Regions from separate parts of the Sus scrofa genome. Here region 1 is linked to region 2. The links are chromatin contacts, called in public promoter capture Hi-C maps. All regions are on one chromosome and are shown on one strand. Each heading gives the region's core, a stretch centred on a gene start, on an enhancer-like site or on the middle of the called end of the contact. The rest is flanking DNA. Distances are from core to core; before and after follow the strand shown. Region 1 holds the start of GADD45G (growth arrest and DNA damage inducible gamma). Region 2 overlaps LOC110256773 (a long non-coding RNA gene).

Region 1 (6,774 bases), core at 443-2,942, 120 kb after region 2:
CCACTTCGAGCACCCCGGGAGCCTGTAATTCAGCCCTAACAGGAAGATGGAACAGGTGCCAGCGAGTTCCGGGAATTTCAGAAATCGTCAGCAATCCCGCTAACCACCTTCCCCTCAGACAAAGATCCCCTGCCCTCAATAAAGAGAGTTAAGTTTTTTTCAGTAAGTTTATTGTAAGACTCAACGCTGCAGCAGCATAATCCTTTAGAAAACGAAGCATCGCCCGGATCCGTTTTGAAACAGCAGTGCCTACTGCTAAGTCCGTCAGAGCTTCTGTTACTGTACAAGTCCAGGCCTCCTGGCCTTGCCTTTCCCCTCCTTTCTGCCGGGAGCACAGGCTGCTGAGTCACGCCTGCCCGGCCAGTCTGTCCTTCCCGGCCGCGCGGCCAACGTCCCGCCTCCGGCCTTCCTGGGCGAGCAACCGCTCCCCACACTTGTAGAGTCCTGGGCTGGGGCCAGCCTGCCCCTGTCGCCGCCGGGCCCCTCCTCGGGAGGGAGCCGCACCTCCTCGCCGCTCTCCACGCGCCGGCGCCTGCCAGTCTCCACGCCGCACTCGGGCGCCCTCCTAGGGCGCATCCACAGAGCCAGCCCCGCGCTAGGCGCCCCGGGGCGTTACCACGTCGATCAGACCAAGACCCCCGCCGGGCTGTCACTCGGGGAGGGTGATATTGGGCACCCAGTCGTTGACGCTGCGACTCTCCTCGCAGAACAGGCTGAGCTTCTCCAAGGCGGGGTCCTTCCACGCGTCCTCATTGGGGTTCTGCGAAGAGAGTCCAGAGGTCAACCGGGCTGGCCGCTGGCAAGGGCAGGGATGACATCGGGATGGAGGCGACACTCACCGAAATGAGGATGCAATGCAGGTCTCCCGGCGTGCCCGCCTCGTCACCGGTGCCCACGATCGCCGCCAGCCGCTGTACATCGCCCACACGCACGATGTCGATGTCGTTCTCACAGCAGAACGCCTGGATCAAAGTGAAGTGAATTTGCAGCGCAATGTCGCCCTCGTCTTCCTCGTCAGCAGCCAGCACGCAAAAGGTCACGTTGTCGGGGTCCCTGCGCGAGCGAGAAGGAGGTGAAGAGGTCAGATCGGTGTGCCCCGGGTGCCCCGTGCCGCCTTCTCCCCGGTCTCCCTTGCCGCTCTGCCCGCCCCCGGCCGCCTCGCCCGGACCGCGTCTATACTCACACATTCAGGACTTTGGCGGACTCGTAGACGCCGGCGGTGAGGCAGCCCTGTCGCTGCGCCGACAGCAACAGCTCGTGCAGTGCTTTCCCGGCGCCCTGCATCCTGTGGAGGAGCCACCGCCATGAGCGTGGACAGGCCGGAGGGTGAGCCAGGACCCCCGAGCCCTGGGAGGCACCCCCGGCGCCCGACTCCGGCGCTCCAGCCCAGTGCCGCACCCCCAGCCCAGCGGAAACACTTGGGCCTGACTTCTACCCAGCGGACCCCCACCCCGGAAGGTTTCGAAGACTGCGCCCAACCAGCCGCGGCCAGGGCAGGACCAGGATCCCGGAGCCCTGAGACGTTCGGCGCTCAGCGCGGACTTACCTGGCCGTGCTTTCTGGAACCGTATCCTGGCCGCGAACTTCTTCCAGAGTCATGTTGCGATCCGCAAGCAGCAAGTTATCCACAAAAGCAGAGGGCGGAGCGGACGCGAGCGAAGAGAGATCAGCCCGCAGCTCTGCTCGGCGTGCCCACCGCCAGCGAGTGAGCCCGGGTCCCGCCGCGCGCCTTTATATAGGCTGGGTCTTCGGCGCCGCCAGCTGGCGCAAGCCTGCGCGCCCATTGGCCGGCGCCCGCTTTCTGATGCAAATGAGGCGGCGGCCGGCGGCTCGTGCCAGAAGGCCACGTGGGGAGGGGTGCGGGGGATGACAATGCCTCAAATCTGCTGCTTTTGTCGGGGTGTTACCAGGCAGCCTGGAGCCTGCAGATTTCATCTAGCCTTTTTGTTTTTAAGTCTTTAAAAGGGAAAAGTTTAAAAAAAAAAAAAAAGCCAAACCCTTGCTAGCTAATAGTACGCTGCAATTTGTGAAATGCACCGTTGGAGAATCTAATGAATTTATTTTTGCATTTATTTTTGTTGTTACCTTTCTATTTTTTCTTTACTCTTAATTTGGAGTTTATGAGACAGTAGCTTTTAAAGCGGAACTTAAAAACACACAGTCCTGGCTTTAAGCTTGCAAAAGGCCCGGGCGCAGCTCCCTCCACCTGACACTAGGGCCCGGAATGCGAGGTTCTCCCTGCAGAATCAAGGCTCCGACCCCGTCGCGCTGGAAAGTCCCACCCGAGCTCCCCGCCCTCTGCAGAGCGCTGCGGGGCGCCGGGGCTCCCGAGCAGATTGCGGCCGGCGCACGCGGCTCGTTTGCATTTCTATGGAGGACGCACAATAGCGGAGGTCTGGCGTGTGGCGGTTTGTGGGAGGGACAATCGAAGCTTTCTCTTCATAGCGACACTGTCCACCTGCCGCTGGGTGGGGTGGGTAGGGCCCTGCCGCTCGTGGGGGTCGCCGGGCTGCCTGGCGCGTGGGGGTCGGGGCCGCGTGCCGCTCCTGCCCTCCTCGGTGCGCGGCTCCCCACCCCCACCCCCGCACAGGCCCTGCTGCACCAGCGGCACGTTTGCATGTAATTCCGCCCCACCGGGTCCTTGCACACGTGCGGAACAGCGGTGGCAGTTGGAAGGAACACCTGGCTGCTGCACCATTTACACAGCCGGCTGCGCTCAGCCCGGACCCCTTGGCTCCAGGCCCCTAGAGCTTGGGGAACGCGGCTCGGAATATCTTTCCCGGAGCGCCATCTACAGGCCGGCAGGAAAGATCCTGACCACCTCCCTCCCCTACACTTGCATTGACCACTAGTGACTTGGCCTGCAGCCTCCTGGTCAAGGAGCTGCCCTGGTAGGGTCGGCTGAGCTCCCTCCAAGCTGCGTATTAACAGAAGTCAGAAGAAAGGCTGCAAAACCCACGCCGGAAGGAGTTGGGGACAAACGAAAAGACCCTTCGCTCACTCAACTTATCACTTTTGGTGTCTGCATCTCTCTGCTCTACGTTGAAACCAGTGCTGCGGTGCATTCCATTGCCCCTCTTTTCTAGATGAGGCCTTAGAGACTGGACAGGACTGTTTGCGGGCCGGGGTGAATTCGCTGGAAGCCCAGGCTCTGGTGCAAGACCGGAGATAACGGGTAAGAAAAACAGCCGAGTGCGCTGGCGTTTTGCGCCACCCGGTGGCCAGCTGCCAGAGGACAGCTGCGAAAGCAGGCCACTTCCTGATGCCAAGAATTGGGTCTTTGCTTACCTCATATCCCTGAAATCCGAGGCGTTTTATAACAGCGGGAGTCAGACGGCATCAGGCGGTGATTATTTGCTACTGTATCTTCTCGTTCGTTGTTGGTGGTGTTTAAAATGATGGTGGGCCTTGATTGGATAAAGTGTTTTTTCTTAAGTGATTGAGACTTAGGTATTGCTCTAATTAAATTATTAAACACTCAAACTGTTTTTATAGCACTGAGAACTATATCTAGTCACTTATGATGGAGCATGATAATGTGAGACAAAGAATGTATACATGTATGTGTGACTGGGTCACCTTGCTGTGCAGTGGAAAACTGACAGAAGACTGTAAACCAGCTATGATGGAAAAAATAAAAATCGTTTTTAAAAGTAAGTTATTAAACACTCCTTAAAATGTATTAGTTCCATGTCCCCAGGAATTGTTGCAAAAATGAGACCTATTTGACATCTCAGTGCTTACCCACCCCCCAACTTAAAACACTAGAAATCTCCCCCCACAGCAGGCCTCAGCCCCTCCTCCTAGAGAAAGGCCCCTGGGGAGGGGGGGACAGGAGACAGCTTTTCCAGTTGGCACTGAGCCAGCCTGGAGGAAGAAGGCTGATTGACAACCCCTGGGGGCTATTCTACTTCACTCACATTTTTAAGGTATTCAATTTCAGGAAAACCCACCTCTCTGACATAGGATATGGCTTCACATGGGTTTATTGGGTCAGGCAGAATGGCCCCAAAGCCTTCATCACAATTAGGAAAGAAACATTGTGTCTGGAAGCTAAGAGGGCCCTCCACTAGACCCCCACCCCCACCCCCCACCCCCCACCCCTACCCCCACCCCCACCTCCCACCCCTACCCCCCAGCCCCCACCCCTGCAGTTTAGACAAATGCAAAAGCTACTGGGTCAGGAACAGCCCATTTCAAGTTTGCTGGTCAGACTAAGGGGAGGAGGGGGGCAAAGCCAGCACCCCATTACAAGTATCTTTGGGTGCCCTCCCGGCCCACCCAGAGACAGAAGATGGTTGACAATAGCCAATGCCCATCCATCCTGCTGTGCGGCCCCCCCATCCCCCAAACCACTTTCAGCCCAAGTGTCAGCCTTGAGTCCTAAGAGGCGGTGATGTCACCCAAACTCCCTATGACTGCACCCCTAAACCTTCCCCTGATCTTAATCAGGAAGGTGATGGTGACTTTACTAAAGGGACAGCCTCGGGGATGCTCTGTTTCAAAAACCTTTTGGTTTATTAAAACTTCTCGGTCACTGCCGTGATCTGACTAAAATGCTGGGTGGAGATCACTATTCATTTGGGTATGCAAATTAGTAAGTTTAGGCAAGCAGTAAACTTTATAAGCCAGTCCCCTTTGCATTTTCTGAAATTAGTTGCTTTCAGAGTGTGCCCTAGCTCTGTCATTAAATAGCAGGTTCAGTCCCCTTATGAGGACAGCCTCACAGAGGCTGCAGGGCACAGACAGGCTACCCAGAGCTCGGTGCGGCCTGCAGGGAAGGTTCCTTCAGAAATGTCAAAAGTCATTGCTATCTTTCTTTAGGCACTCTCACATAAAAATCTGAATTTCCCGGAGTTCCCGTCGTGGCTCAGTGGTTAACGAATCCGAGTAGGAACCATGGGGTTGCGGGTTCGGTCCCTGGCCTTGCTCAGTGGGTTAATGATCCGGCGTTGCCGTGAGCTGTGGTGTAGGTTGCAGACGCAGCTCGGATCCCGCGTTGCTGTGGCTGTGGCATAGGCCAGTGGCTACAGCTCCAATTCGACCCCTAGCCTGGGAACCTCCATATGCCGGGGGAGTGGCCCAAGAAATAGCAAAAAAAAAGACAAAAAAAAAATCTGAATTTCCCGCTTCTCTTGAAAAATGGCAAGATGTGGACGCCATGTGCCTGCAGCCACCCCTCCCCCACCACCACGGTGACCATCACCTGGAGGAGGACCCAGGGACCCCCCCCAGGCCGAGCAGTGTTGTTCACCTCACCAAAGTCCCCACCATGCCCCTTTGCAGATACCCAGGTGCTTTGTTCTTTTATGTGACCTGCTCATCCCCTTTGCATTTGCAAACTTTGAAAAGGAACCGAAGTTTGAAAACAACATAAAACTGTCAAGTTCTTAAAAGATGAGCTTAGAGAGTTCCTGTTATAGCACAGCAGAAACAAATCCGACTAGTATCCATGAGTTTCCGGGTTCGATCCCTGGCCTTGCTCAGTGGGTTAAGGATCTGGCATTGCCGTGAGCTGTAGTGTAGGTCGCAGACACGGCTCAGATCCCACATTGCCGTGGCTGTGGTGTAGGCTGGCCTCTATAGCTCCGATTCAATCCCTAGCCTGGGAACCTCCATGTGCCTCCAGTGCAGCCCTAAAAAAAAAAGATGAGGAGTTCCCATCGTGGCGCAGTGGTTAACGAATCTGACTAGGAACCATGAGGTCGCAGGTTCGATCCCTGGCCTTGCTCAGTGGGTTAAGGATCTGGTGTTTCCGTGAGCTGTGGTGTAGGTCACAGACGTGACTCGGATCCCAAGTTGCTGTGGATCTGGTGTAGGGCTACAGCTCTGATTCAACCCCTAGCCTGGGAACATCCATATGCCATGGGAGCAGCCCTAGAAAAGGCAAAAAGACCAAAAAAAAAAAAAAAAAAAAAAAAAGATGAGCTTAAATAGAGTAAGCATCATTGGTGTCCCAGATTCTGTAGGACGTGTCTCCTTTTGCAGCGATCTGGATTGGCCCCTCTCCAAAAGGTCTGGGCCTTGCTCTTACTCCCTCATCCTCAACCCTCTCTGTCCAGACCCTTCTCTAGGCCTTCCTGAGTTTCAGAAAGAGTATTGGGTTTATTCTCCAAAACTCATAGACGGTGGGGTGAACAGCAATGCAGCATTGACTATGTTAACTCAAAAAACAAAACAAAACAAATCTCGGTGCAAGGCACAAACCTATTACTTAAAATCCAGCAGCGTCATCTCAGATGCATCCCAGCGTCCAACAGGCAGGGTACAGTGGCGCCCCCCCACCCATCGCCCGGCCCCGGGGGGTGGGTGGGCAGGCATCCCCGGGTGAAATGTGAGGGCTGCGAGGCAGAGGCTTCAGATGACAGCTGGGACAGGAAACAGGAAACGGAAAAGGGGAAGTCCCCACATAGCACAAGCAGGACATCTGGGGTCACTCCCCACATGGAGAGGGCTTTCTGGAAGAAGCAATTATTCTTGGGTGAGCGATTGCGTAGCAGGTGGGAGAGTTACATTCGCTCAGTGAAATCCCTGAATTATGGGAGGGGCATCATTTATGCACCGGGTACTTTGTCTCTCATAAGTAAGAAATGATCTGTGATACGTGTCACAGCCATGGGCAGTGACACTAGCTGAGAATCCTGACAAGCCACACATGAGCTGTCCTATCGGGCTTGACTGTGTGCCCAAGTCTTCGGAGCCTCAGTCCACCCCCGCCGTGAAGTGAAGATCCGCCCTTTGCCCCTTCCTGAACCTCAGGGGGAGTTTCTAAAG
Region 2 (6,728 bases), core at 4,086-6,585:
AGGGCGGTCCGTGGAGCCAGATGGCTTCCTCTCCTCTCTGGCCATTTCTACATCCTCCCGGTAGCCCCTTGAAATGCCCTCTTTGCTCCTTTCTCAGGGCTTTGCCACCAAGCACAGAAAGCAGAGGAAAGAGCCCTCCTTTTCAGAGAAATGGGACTTGGCTGAGGGACGCAGGACATGCCATCATTCTCAAGCTTGTGGCCAGCTCCTTGGTGCAGACCACCTAATAGAGACACTGCAGTGTGAAACAAACTTTGTTCATCCATAAACTGGATTGCTCAGCAAATATTTATTGAGCACCTGCTGCGGGCTAAGCCCTGATCCCCGTTGTGAGGACTCATCAATAAATGAGACAGAAAAGGACTCTTCTCTCCTAAAGCTGACCTGCTTGGAAACAGGAGCACGCTGCAAGATGGATTTCCGAGAAGGATGCATACTTTGAAGAATTATAAAGAAGGGATGTGGGGGAGGGGAGCGGAGGTGGCATGTGATGTAAGTTGCAATTTTCCTGAAGGGTACCATCCACGTGGGCATCCAGGAGCTCTGAGTAGAGTTCTGAACCAGGGAGGGGCTGGGTGTAAGGAGAGCTGGCTGAGCAAAGAGAGGAGCAAGGATCCTGGAGTGGGGGCGAGGCGGGTAGACACATCGAAGGGGCCAAGTGTCCAGGGTCGAAGCAACCTACAGGACCGTGTCTGGCTGGCCAGGTCCTAAAATGAAGGCAATGGGGGAGCAGTCTGACAGGTCCACATGCATCAACCTCCCGGATACAGAGCAGAGGAATGGGCGGATCATGGCCCTGGAAAAGCCGGTACCCCAGCTCGACACAAAACAGTCTTAGGGATGAGCCCCTCCCGGAGACCAAAGGATGGAGGCTGCATCGAGGAGCACTCCCTGAGGAGCTGGCCCACTCCTGCATCCCCAGTGCCAACCCCTGCAAACACCAGGCTGCATGCTGGCCATGCCTAGAGGGACCAAGCTGGGAAGGGCAGGACTTGCTCACAGACAAGAGGAAAAATGAGCAGATTGAAGTAGGAACATGGCCACTGCATTCTCCCCCCGGCATGCAAGGTAGCTGACTCTACATCAAAGTATTTTGGAATAAGTAACAGATAGGAAGTTGTGTGCATGTCAAAAGGGGTCTATATCTTTGACTCCAAAGCCATCCTCAAAAAAAAAGAAAGAAAGCAGCCGTTTGTTTCTTTTTCTTCTCAGGCAAAGTTCAGGTTGAGAAAGATCTTTGGAATGGAACAGTTGCATAAGTGGGGGATTAGCTGTACTTACTTATAAATAAATTAATGTCCGTGAGCAGAGAAAGCCTAGTGTATATTGAACACCCACCCCTAACCCCCCCCTAAAGGCCCACCTAGAGTCCTTGGTTGTTGTTTTCTTACTTGAGGCTTCTTTGATTTTTCTCTCCTCCCACTGCAGGCAACATGGGCCCTGGGCCCAGGACCTTGGCCGACAGTGTTATCACCTGGATCCCAGTCTACCGGGGTGATGTCCGGCTTCCCCCACACAACTGAGCTTTCATCCGATCTCCATCCTCAGACTCCGAGGCCCTGAACAAGGTGCACATAAGGGCTCAAAGGAGGTTTGGTGAGCGAGTGAAAAAAAATGATAGGGCCGCGTCAGTGAGTCTGCAGGGAGGTAAAACTTACAGCCCCCCTGAATTCGGCTCCTATGATCGTTTCCACGTTTACAGAGGAGTAAGCTGTGGCCCAGGGAGCTCAGGGCTCTTTGCCAGGACACGACATCTGGTTAATGAGTGACAAAGACAGGATTTAGCCAGGTCTGCTAAATCCACAGTCCATGCCTTTGGGTCAAACAATCTCTGGTACTTTTGACCAAAACCGAAAATGAATTTCAAAAAGAACTATAAGGTCCAAAAGGAGCCTTGGGAAGCAGTTATCTGGTGTGGATGAAATCTCTGTCTTCTTTTACAGGTGACCAAGAGTCAATGATGCCAAAGTTTTTACTTGGCTGGGGAATGGTGAGACCCAAGTGTTATTCTCTGTCACTCTCAGCCCTGTGTCTTTGTCTTCATTCAGTCATTCAACAAGCACCAAGTGCCTGCGATGTAGGTCACGAACTAGGTACTGAGGTTGCACAGATGAAAAGGTGTGCCTGCCTACCTCCAAAAGCTCACTGCTTATCCAGGTGACTGGCACACAAGCCAGCAATTACAATAAAGCATGTAGGAGGCATAAGAGAATTTTGTGCAAGATCTATGCAAAGACTCAAGGGTCAAAGGGAAGAGAGGACACGTGTTCTGTGGGAAGATCAGTGGGTGGGAGACAGAAAGCTTTGCAGAGGGAAGTGTCCTTAGGCTATTTAGCAAAGCATCATGCTCATGGACTGGAAGGTTCCATGCTTGTCCAGCCCTTGAAATTTGACTCTTTTGCAGTCACGTGGGAGATGGCGCATGTTGAATCCTGGCTTTCCCAGTGGTTCCCGTGCCCACCATGCCCTAGGAAATGGAGTAGCAGCACTGCCAGCCCTGCACCCCCCAGGCCTATCTGCATGTTACCACCGCATCTGAGAGGGAGGCCAGGGTGCTGGGAGCGGACCTCCTACTCACTTTGGGTGAGTAAGGAAATGCCTGGTCCCATGGGATCTTCGCATCCCCTTCATCCGAATTCTAAATGTCTCACTTACACAAAGTAATGCAGAATGTTTGCTAAGCCACATGAGTTGGTTTGTTTTGTTTCGTTTCTGAGCACAAGCAAAAGATGTTGGCACTTCCCATTTCTCACCCAGCAAGAATCAACAGTGCTGAATGCTGGGCTCACACATGGAATCTGGGCTTGATTGTTGTTCTGAGTTGCCTGCGAAGATCACGCATGGCAGTAGCATCTCCAGTGGCAAAGAAAAGACAGGCAACTCTGAGCCTGTGTGCCTGTCTCCCCAGCACAGATGGAGTGGGTGAAACACAGTGGTCCCCACACTTGCTGGCAGCAAGGCTGCCCATCCAGAATACGTACTCTGTGGAATCCTTACCTGCTTGGTATGCCTCTTAAAAAAGTATCTGGCTCAGAAGATCACAAAAAAAAAAAAAAAAAAAAAAAAAAAAACCCGGACTAAACAGAAAATAGGAAACTAACAAAAAGTGAAATCATTGTCAATTTCTTTTCCAAAGGACTTTGCTTCCCTCAATGAAATTAACTAGTAGGTAGAACTACCTCTGCTCTTGCTGATTCCATGAAAGTTTCTGGTGTTTTGCTACTTTGCATTCTGATTATGAAAGCTAAGTATGCTCATTTGCCTAAAAAAAAAGCAAAAAAAGATTATCAATTGAATATTGATGACCGTCCCGAAAGTGACCACATCAGGAATTACTACATGCTTCACCACCACAAAAATCCAAGCTCCCCAGAAGAACTCTTAAAGCGCATTTTGGACCAGAGTTTGTCTTTCTGTCCATTGACATTATCTTTTTTTTCTTACTACTATAATTTTTTTTTAATGGCCATACCTGTGGCATAGGGAAGTTCCCAGGCTAGTGTTCGAGTGGGAGCTGCAGCTGCCGGCCTACACCAGAGCCACAGCAGTGCGGGATCCGAGCTATGTCTGCAACCCACACCATATCTCACAGCAACGCAGGATCCCCACACACTGAGGGAGGCCAGGGACGGAGCCCACATCCTCATGGATCCTAGTCGGGAACGTTAACCGCTCAGCCATGAAGGGAACTCCTCCCACGGGGTTTTGAACAATGTCTGTGCATGGATTTCTAAGGCAGGCTGACAAGACCTATAGACCCCTTCATGGAATAGTGTTTTTAAATTAATAAAATGAGGGAGTTCCCTTAATGGCACAGCAGAAACGAATCTGACTAGGAACCATGAAGTTGCGGGTTTGATTGCTGGCCTTGCTCAGTGGGTTGAGGATCTGGCATTACCGTGAGCTGAGGTGTAAGTTGCAGATGCACGTGGCTGGGATCCTGCATTGTTATCGCTGTGGTATAGGCCGGCAGCTGCAGGTCCAATTAGACCCCTAGCCTGGGAACCTCCATGTGCCAGTGAGGCCCTCAAAAGACAAAAAATTAATTAATTAATTAAATTCATAAAATGTGCAGAATTACGAAGGAAACCAATCAGAGTGAACTCGAGCTATAAAAAATAATTGTTATAATTTGAAAGGTTCTTCACAAAGATACTAAATCACGAATCAGGAGTTGCTCTATGAACTACCACATTGAGGCGTTGATAAGCATAAGGGGGAATGTTAAGGTGTCTGCAACAATTGTCCCAAAAGGAGGTGAGCTGTGATCCTGCCGATGGGTGGTCCAAGGTCCCGTCAACAGGGCAGACAGCAATGTGGAAGCGAGAGGCTAGTGAAACGGAAGCCACAGTGCATCCTCATCCACATTCGCAATCCCCACCCCGCCCCCCGAAACATTCCAGTGGCTGCCTAAAGGTCTGTGGACCCAGGATTAAGAAATCCCAATGTGACCTTTTCAACTGCCAGGCCACCGATAAGTCTTTGTGACGGCAGCGTCAGAGAGAAAATTCACAAAACTCCTGCCTCAACTTAGGCCGTAAAACAAAGACTGATATCCTGTCCCAAGTCTCTGACAGGGTTGCCAGCTCTTGACGATTAAAATCCCGGGTCCTTCTGCGAACGTACCTCCCAGCACCCCATCCTCTTTGCACGGAACCAGAGGAAGAAAACACGGACAGAGCGTGGCCCAGAGCCCGGGAATTACAGAAGTCTCTGGAAGATACTAAATCACTCTCCTTGTTCCAAAAGCCCCAAGGACAGCAGAATTATCTGGAAAACAATTTCCCACAAAAGGATTCAGGCTGCCAGGGTGGGGCGGGGGGGAGTGGGGGTTGATTTTCTTATGATGCTGCCTTCAACCTAAGCTTTCTAGACAGGTATGTACCAGCCACGTAATACACTTTCTCTGTAAATCACCACTGTTTTCAAAAGAGAAGATGGTTTTCCCTGTTGCTGCGTGCACATCTGCCAACCAGCAAGAAGAGCTGTACAGAGCAGCTGTGTGTTATTTCCTTGACCTTGCAGGCCGGGATCCTGCTCTTTTACTCGACCTCGGAGCTGCACGACACAGAGCACGGTGGCCTCCACATCTGTCTTCCAAGAACGACGGACACTGTGATTGTCCAGGACACAATGATTTTTTCAAATCAGCAGTGATGTGGGTTATGATCCGCCAAGGAAGGAAAGTCAGCCCCTCTCTCTCTCTCGCTCTCTCAAAGCAACATAGGAATGAAGAACAACAAATTACAAGCTGCTTTTGCAACGTTTCCGTAACACAGGATTCGTCAGCCTGCGTGGCTGGAGTGGCTGGTCCAGGCCCCCTGAGTCATGCCTAGGGAGGACTATTTATAGAATAGATGCTTTGTTTGTACACTCTCCTGTTTCCTGGGCCGAGGCCTTCCTCCACCTGCACGGGGAAAGTGGCTCATCCAAACAGCAGAATCAATTCTTCCTTTCCAACTTTCCCTGAAAACACAAAGAAGAGGAAAGGGCAAACACAAAAGGCGTTTTAACGAAAGGAGTCTTTCCTCTCCAACTAAAAACCCATTCAAATGTTGTTTTCTTCAGCCCCAAAAGGAAAAAAAGAAAAATTCTGGGGAGTTCCCATTGTGGCTTACCGGGTTACATACCCGACTAATATCCATAATGACAAGAGATCAATCCCTGACCTCGCTCAGTGGGTTAAGGATCTGGCATTGCCATGAGCTGTGGTGTAGGTCGCACACATAACTCAGATCCCATGTTGCTGTGGCTCTCTGGCTGTGGCTATGGCATAGGCTGACAGCTACAACTCTAATTCCACCCCTAGCCTGGAAACTTCCATATGCAGCAGGTGCAGCCCTTTAAAAAAAAAAAAAAAAATCCTGGAGCCCTTTTGTGTAATTATTAGGGGTAAAGTGCTCAAATAGCACGCCCTGTGGTCCCTAAGGCTTTGGGTTTCTCAAGCCTCCCTGGGGTGCTATGTGGGGTGTGAGAAGTAAACGGGGCCCACCACCACAGCTGGGCAGGCTCTGTCCCATCTGTTGTGCATATTGGACATTTAAAGAGATGTTTCTGCTGATACACAGGAGTTTGAAAGCCCAAGACTATAGAGTCAAGGGGGCCCTTGGGGCTCTCAGAACACACACCTCTCTCCCCTCATCCTGCATGGTGGCAGCAACAGCAAACCCCAAGGCAGTGAGCAGCCTTCAGCCGGGCCTGCCCACCAGAAGCATCAGTGTCTAGGTGAGACCTAGAGGTGGAAGGAGGCAAGGAAGAACTCCAGTCAGCCTTAAAGAGGAACAATCTCATTGGAGAGAAATAGAGACAACCCAGAGGGAGGCTGCAGGGAAGAGAGCTGTAACAGTGCTGGGCAGCGGGCAAAGTCCCCACGTTGAAGGTGGCCAAGGAGGACAAGGAGCAGACCTGCAGAGGTCAGGGCCAGGCAGGACGCCTCTCTCGTGGACCGCGGTGGACTGGATGTGCACAGGGAACAAGGCACAGGGGGCACCCAACAGCAAGAGCCATGTCGGCGAGACAACCACACACTGATGAAATGGGAGCTGGGAGCCTGAATCACTAGGTTGGGGACAATTGAGAAGCCCTTCCCATCTGAAATGAAGGCACTGGGAGAGCTGGTGGGGAGAGAAAGTAGGTTATTGCACTTTTATCCAGTTAGGCTACATGGTATATATGGTGCACTGCTAGATAGTTTAGATATAGATAGACATATGTATCATACCATATAT

Evidence for each region. Promoter capture Hi-C pulls out the DNA fragments that hold promoters and counts their contacts.
Region 1: a contact with region 2 is called in a promoter capture Hi-C map of fetal liver, with 3 times the contacts expected there. The contact joins the promoter of GADD45G here to the enhancer-like site in region 2. A contact is called at or near these places in 2 of 5 promoter capture datasets (fetal liver and liver), 12 of 47 Hi-C or Micro-C datasets (embryonic fibroblasts, epiblast stem cells, fetal heart ventricle and 5 more) and 2 of 2 datasets of contacts at active chromatin or transcription factors (alveolar macrophages and skeletal muscle).

Annotation. Positions count from the first base shown.
Region 1 is chr14:1,160,918-1,167,691 of Sscrofa11.1, reverse strand. It overlaps GADD45G (growth arrest and DNA damage inducible gamma), which reads right to left and starts at 1,692. Exons shown (of 4, transcript NM_001185129.1): 1 at 1,547-1,692; 2 at 1,184-1,285; 3 at 840-1,053; 4 at 154-760. The coding sequence starts at 1,599. The coding sequence ends at 650.
Region 2 is chr14:1,289,493-1,296,220 of Sscrofa11.1, reverse strand. LOC110256773 (a long non-coding RNA gene) reads left to right here. Exons shown (of 3, transcript XR_002338728.1): 2 at 98-1,068; 3 at 1,429-1,536. Among named protein-coding and RNA genes, the nearest start is that of GADD45G, 130 kb to the right of the region's middle. Within about 2 kb of position 5,335, at least 23 of the 83 cell types and tissues checked have an H3K27ac peak or open chromatin away from gene starts, as enhancers often do. A contact at or near this core is called in embryonic fibroblasts, fetal liver and skeletal muscle, where this site is marked.